2 separate regions of the Mus musculus genome follow, and region 2 is linked to region 1. Evidence: chromatin contacts called from public Hi-C data. All regions are on one chromosome and are shown on one strand. The core of a region is the stretch at or near the end of the contact, and the rest is flanking DNA. Distances in the headings are between cores, read along the strand shown. Region 1 has its middle 87 kb from the start of Gm33944. Region 2 overlaps Slc8a1 (solute carrier family 8 (sodium/calcium exchanger), member 1).

What was found. A called contact is a pair of places that touch in the nucleus more often than the background predicts.
Region 2: a Hi-C map of uterus shows a contact between it and region 1, with 6 times the contacts expected there. The contact joins two enhancer-like sites. A contact is called at or near these places in 14 of 484 Hi-C or Micro-C datasets (the HL-1 cell line, adipose-derived mesenchymal stem cells, cerebellum and 6 more).

Annotation. Positions count from the first base shown.
Region 1 is chr17:81,196,209-81,198,905 of GRCm38.p6, forward strand. No RefSeq gene overlaps it. Among named protein-coding and RNA genes, the nearest start is that of Gm33944, 87 kb to the right of the region's middle. Within about 2 kb of position 1,328, at least 1 of the 459 cell types and tissues checked has an H3K27ac peak or open chromatin away from gene starts, as enhancers often do. A contact at or near this core is called in uterus, where this site is marked.
Region 2 is chr17:81,391,807-81,394,503 of GRCm38.p6, forward strand. The region is part of intron 10 of Slc8a1 (solute carrier family 8 (sodium/calcium exchanger), member 1); the gene reads right to left. Among named protein-coding and RNA genes, the nearest start is that of Gm33944, 110 kb to the left of the region's middle. Within about 2 kb of position 1,320, at least 9 of the 459 cell types and tissues checked have an H3K27ac peak or open chromatin away from gene starts, as enhancers often do. A contact at or near this core is called in uterus, where this site is marked.

The DNA of each region.
Region 1 (2,697 bases), core at 78-2,577:
CCTCTTTTTCTTTATTAGACTTCCTCAAAGTTTGATGATTATACTGGTCTTTAAAAAGAACAACATTTCAATTAATTTTTTACTGCTATTTTTCTTTTTCAATGTCACTTATTTATAATCTTATCTTTTCTATTTTCTTCCCTGTTCTCAAATCAGATTGGTTTTGCTGGTTTTCTTCTTTTTTTTATTTTAATTCTATTTTGAGATATGTGCTTGCATTACTGACAGGAGACATTTTTCTTTATGCTAATTCATGCGTTTAGTGCTATGTTCTTCATGGGGATTTAGTTTTCTCCCCAAAATTTGGACATGTTTTCTCTGTTACTTCGTATTTATCCCTTGGGTAATTTATAAGCACACTTAGAAGTTAGTCGTTAGAATTTTGTTATTTTCTATAACCTTGTTATTGCTTGCTAATTTGATTTCATTGTGATTCGTGATTGTTTAATGGCCGCCCTTGATATATGCCATGTGGTTGCCTGGAAAGAACATATATTCTGCTGGTGTTCAGATGCGTGGTCTGTACCTGTGGATTAGAAGCTGTTTGTAGAGCTGATGAGTTCTGTGTGCTGGCTGGTTTTCTGAGCAGTTCTGTCACCACTGACAGAACTATCTATCTATAGAATCTATGGGATGAGGTTCCATGCTTTGAGATACATTTTCTTTTTTTCATATATGTAAGCCCCTCACCAGAGCCAAAGTTATACCCAGCAGGCCTTTGAACTTCTGAGCCAAATAAACCTCTTTTCTTTATAGAGTTAGTCTTCCTCCAATGTTTTGTCAGAGTAACAGACAGAGGCCAAAGTTCTGGGACATCTTTATTGTTCTGGTTTCCTGTTCACTAAATCTTTTCTCTTTCTTCTTTAGCTTCATTTGGAGATGAGCTACTGCCTCTAACATGGAGAATTAGGGTTTTTTTTTTCTATTTTTAAGTTTTATTTCTTGTTTTCTGCCTGTTACTTCTTTGTTTTTGTAGGATTGTAACTTATTGGGACATTTTTATGATTTTTTTAAAAATAAAATCTTTGTTATTCAGTTCTCACAACCCAGCCATCTATTTATCTTTTCCCATTAATGTTTATGTTCTTATGTGAGGTTAATTTTTATCAAGACTTGGATTGATTGTGGTTGTTATTTCATGATTGTTTGAATCTTCTGTCATAGGACATTCCTTTTGGCAGGTCTGTGGCACAGACAGTATAGGGCACAGTCTCAGTAATACTTGGAGGGCACAAAAATCTATCCTGTTTCCCCTCCCTTGTCTCAAGAGAGATGGAGGTCCCTGGTTACTTGCTAAGGCTTGGTTTTATTTATAGGACCTGGAATAGGGGTGCTCTGCTGACACTGAGGTGGGGCTGTCCGTGTTATTGCTAGGAGGTGATGCAATCATTGAGTCTTTATTAGATCTCTGATTACTTCCTCTAGTGGGGAGGGAACAGGTTGCTTTACTACTGATGTTCGGGAATGAAAGTCTGCATGCACGCCACAGCTGATGTTCCTCTCACACCATTGGAAGAACAGTGGTTTGTTACTCCTCTGTACGGCTCTGCTGACCCCTTTAGACCAGCCTTGGGTCGGTCTGCTGGCTGTTTCTGTTTCATTGGGAATGTTGGTCTAAACTTCACGTTTAGCCTTTGCTGACTTGGGTGATGGGAAGACTGTAAAGCTTTCTCCGCCCTTTTTAGCTGGAGTGGGGTGGGTAACACCAACAGGTTTTGCATATTGTTCGTATTCTTCCCTGGCCATCTGGGAAGAGGAACAAGCTTTCGTTGAAGCTGCTTTTGCGAACATCTTAGCATTTCTATCTAAGTGGTCAACTTCTTTAGCTCTAAGTCTGGGATACAGGAGGTTAAAAGGAAACAAAAGGATTTCCTATGCTTTATTCTTTGTGTTCTAAGCTCCCAGGTCAGCTGTCTTATCTCCATCTTTCAGAATATCTCCTTCTTTCTATGGATTTTTAAATTTTAACTAGAAAATGATCAGAGAGTTTATTAATAGTTATATTTATTCAGAGGATTAGGGAGAAGTGTATCCATGCTGCTTTCCAAGAGAGGAAAAGCAGCCTTTACTTAGCCATAACACACTTTCATCTCACACGTGCTGATTGGACACCCATGTGTCTAGCACTGCTCTGGACTCTGTGGATGATGACAAAAATTAAAAGATACAAATGTCAGCATTAAAAATGGATACCATGGGCTGGAGAGATATCTCAGCGGTTAAGAGCACTGACTGCTCTTCCAGAGGTCCTGAGTTCAATTCCCAGCAGCCATGTGGTGGCTTACAACCATCTGTAATGACACCCAATCTTCTCTTCTGGTGTGTCTAAAGACAATGTACTCATATAAATAAAAATAAATAAATGAATTAAAAAATGGATGCCATATTCTTTTGTGTGTTGTTTGTTTGCATTCAAGCAAGTGTGCTTGCATGTAAATGCATGCATGAGGAGGGCAGAAGTCAACTTCTTATGTCATTCCTTAACACACTTTCCACTTTGCTTTTGTGACAAATAGTCTAGGTTAGCTGGCCAACAAGCTCCCAAGATCCATGTGTCTGTCTCTCCTTTCTCAGTACTGGGATTACAAACCTGTGCCGGCACATCCAACTTCTTTAAAAATAATAATATTACATTTTATTACTTTAGTGTGTGTGTGTGTTGGAGAGGTGAGAGGACAAATATGGGGGTTGGTTCTT
Region 2 (2,697 bases), core at 70-2,569, 200 kb after region 1:
AGGAATCAGACTTCCGATGTGATTCACATACACTCAGACATGTTGATGATGGTATACACCTGCTTTCATGTGTGCTTGTCTCCAGCTGTCCTTTCATGCTTTAACTTCCGCCTTGAGTTTTAATTAACTGTATGTCAGTTGTAAACTCTCCAACATTTAGTGCTATCTTATTATTCTCTATGACTATAAATCAGGAGTTGGGAGTGTTTCCAAGAATCAAACCACACATCAGAAAGTTAGGCCACAACTGTTCTCTATAGACTGGTTTTCCAGTTCACTTTATATAACTTTGGCCAAGTTGTCAGGTCAGCATACAAGAATAGACCCCTGTTTTCCTCCAGGACTAATTATTTTTTTCCTAACCTGGATCCCTTTAACTTTATAGCTATTTGAACATCTCCTCTGGAAATGGCCATCCTTACAATGTCACAGGTGGGACCTAGAGTTCTGTTATACATCAAGAGTGTCCCCTTATCTCAGACAGCTCATCTTATCCTCTACTCTTTTGGGACAACTGCCCCGTTTGTGCTTAGGAGTGACTTTTCTGGAGCCTCGTTTCACAGTTGTGATACAGTTACCTCTTCAGACCATACGGACTACAGCTGCTTTAACACAACCCATTATAGACAGAGCTTCATGGTGTCAAAGCGGCAGGCAGCTCACCAAGGAGAGAGTCTGGAAAGGAGCTATCTGAAGGCTCCTCTGTAAGGCATCCTGCCTTTCCAGTTCGTTTCCTCATCTAAAATGAAGACTCTAGAAGAGCTCTAAGATACTTCTAACACTGTTGTTTGGGTGGCCCACCCAATATGCCAGCATACTAAATTTCCTTTTGGCTTTGTTCTTTTTCTGTAGAAATTTGGAGGTGACCATGGTTCATGAAAAGTAGTGGTGATTCGAGGAAGAAAGGTTTTTCAGACCCGAAGATATTGCATTGACCAAGCTGTGTTAGTGTTAGTGAAATTAACCCGCCCAGCACAGACTTTTATCTTTTAGCAAAAGGTAAGAAATGTTGGAAATCATTACCTTCCACCTTCATGAGGGAAACTACTGTGTAAATGGAATAGAGGAAGCTTTGTCTCAAAGGCTGTGCTCAATTTTAATTGTGTTTGCGTATTATTAGCATCAGATATATGTGGAAACCTTTGCTCAACCTTTGCTTAGGAAAATGTACATTTGGGATCTACTCTAGGCTGATTTACTTAGAGTCTATAGAAAAAGCATTTAGAAATATACCTTTTAATAAGTGTCTTAATTCCCAGGGCTAGGAGTTAGGACCCAGAATTCGAAGGTTTTGAAACAGGAGGAACAGGAATGGCTGCTAGCGCCCTGCAGGGAGGAGTTGGTGCTGGTGTTCTAGGAAGCAGCTGATCAGAGGCAGGAAACATCTGGTTTTTCTTGGAAAATTGATGCCCCAGATATGATGGTCATTTTGTGCATAAAACATCTTGGGTGGTCTTAGTGGAGATGCTGAGGCTGCCTGACTGTAATCATCTCACTGCAGTTATGCTTTGTGCTTGTTTTATAAACACTATTTCTGCACAGCTATACTGAAACGCCAATGGAGGTGGTAAGGGGAGTGATCTTCCTAAATGAACTAGGCTTTCGCCCTTCTTCTTGGAGGAGAAAATGTAGAAGTGTGAGTACCTTGTAGGGTTTGAAGGGAAATGAGTCACCATGAACAGAATCTAATGAGTGCTTAATATCACTAGCTATTTCTTTCTACAGCCAAACAGAGCCAGAGACGCTCTACATGAAAAGGAGTCAGACTTTGTGCTAATGAGTCTAAATTTTGGGGAGCTGTAACAAACACTCGTCTTAATAGAAACTTGCCAACTTTATAGCCTCATGCCTTTCAATGTGATCATATAAAAATTATTCTTCAAAATCAAAGCAATTCTTCTTTTAAGAATTTTTGCAAGTCCTCAAAAGTCAGAGATTTTCTGGTTAAGTTCCCGTCTTTCCTGTGGCTGTAATGTCAGGGCAGTTGAAGCATTAGGTACGCATGCTCCTCTGTTCTTTCTTCCTTTCCGTGTTCTCTGCCTCCCTCTCAGAATCCAGGCAGGAATAATTTATTCAGGTGCTAATTCTATCACTAGCCAGACACAAACAGGATTTAGCCTTGAGTCAGTTGTAACATTTATATACCCAAGTAAATATGGACGTCACCTCAGCCACAGTCCTTATTTGGCTTCCCAGCAGAGTGCCAGAAACCAGAGAATTACAATTGATTGATTAATGATGAGAAGGAAAGGAGTTGTAAAAACTAAGTAAAAGGCTGGTTATGGGAGGGGAAGGGGAAACTAAAAATTTCTGCCTATAAAGCTGTCTTTAAAGAGATTGAAAAAGATATGGAGATAGTCACTAAAAACTGCAAGTTGATTGCTGACAAGATCAAAGATCAAAGTTCCTGCTACTTGTCTGCCTCCCTCCCTCCCCAAGGTGGGGAAAATAAGAATCAGCAGGAGAGCTTTGGGAGAGAGCAACTAGCTGGCCCTCCCTGACTCTCTGCTTACTTGTCTGGGGTGAGGCCATAGCATAAGACAGCTTTAACGCTTTCACAGGCATTAACCGCTGTCATACATGGCTTCTTTCTCCCTGTAAGGAAGATGGGTACCTCCCCTGGGCTACCTGGGCAAGGCTTCCTGCAGGACAGCTCTGACATCATCAGCAAACAGACCTGCTTTTGTTATTAAATGA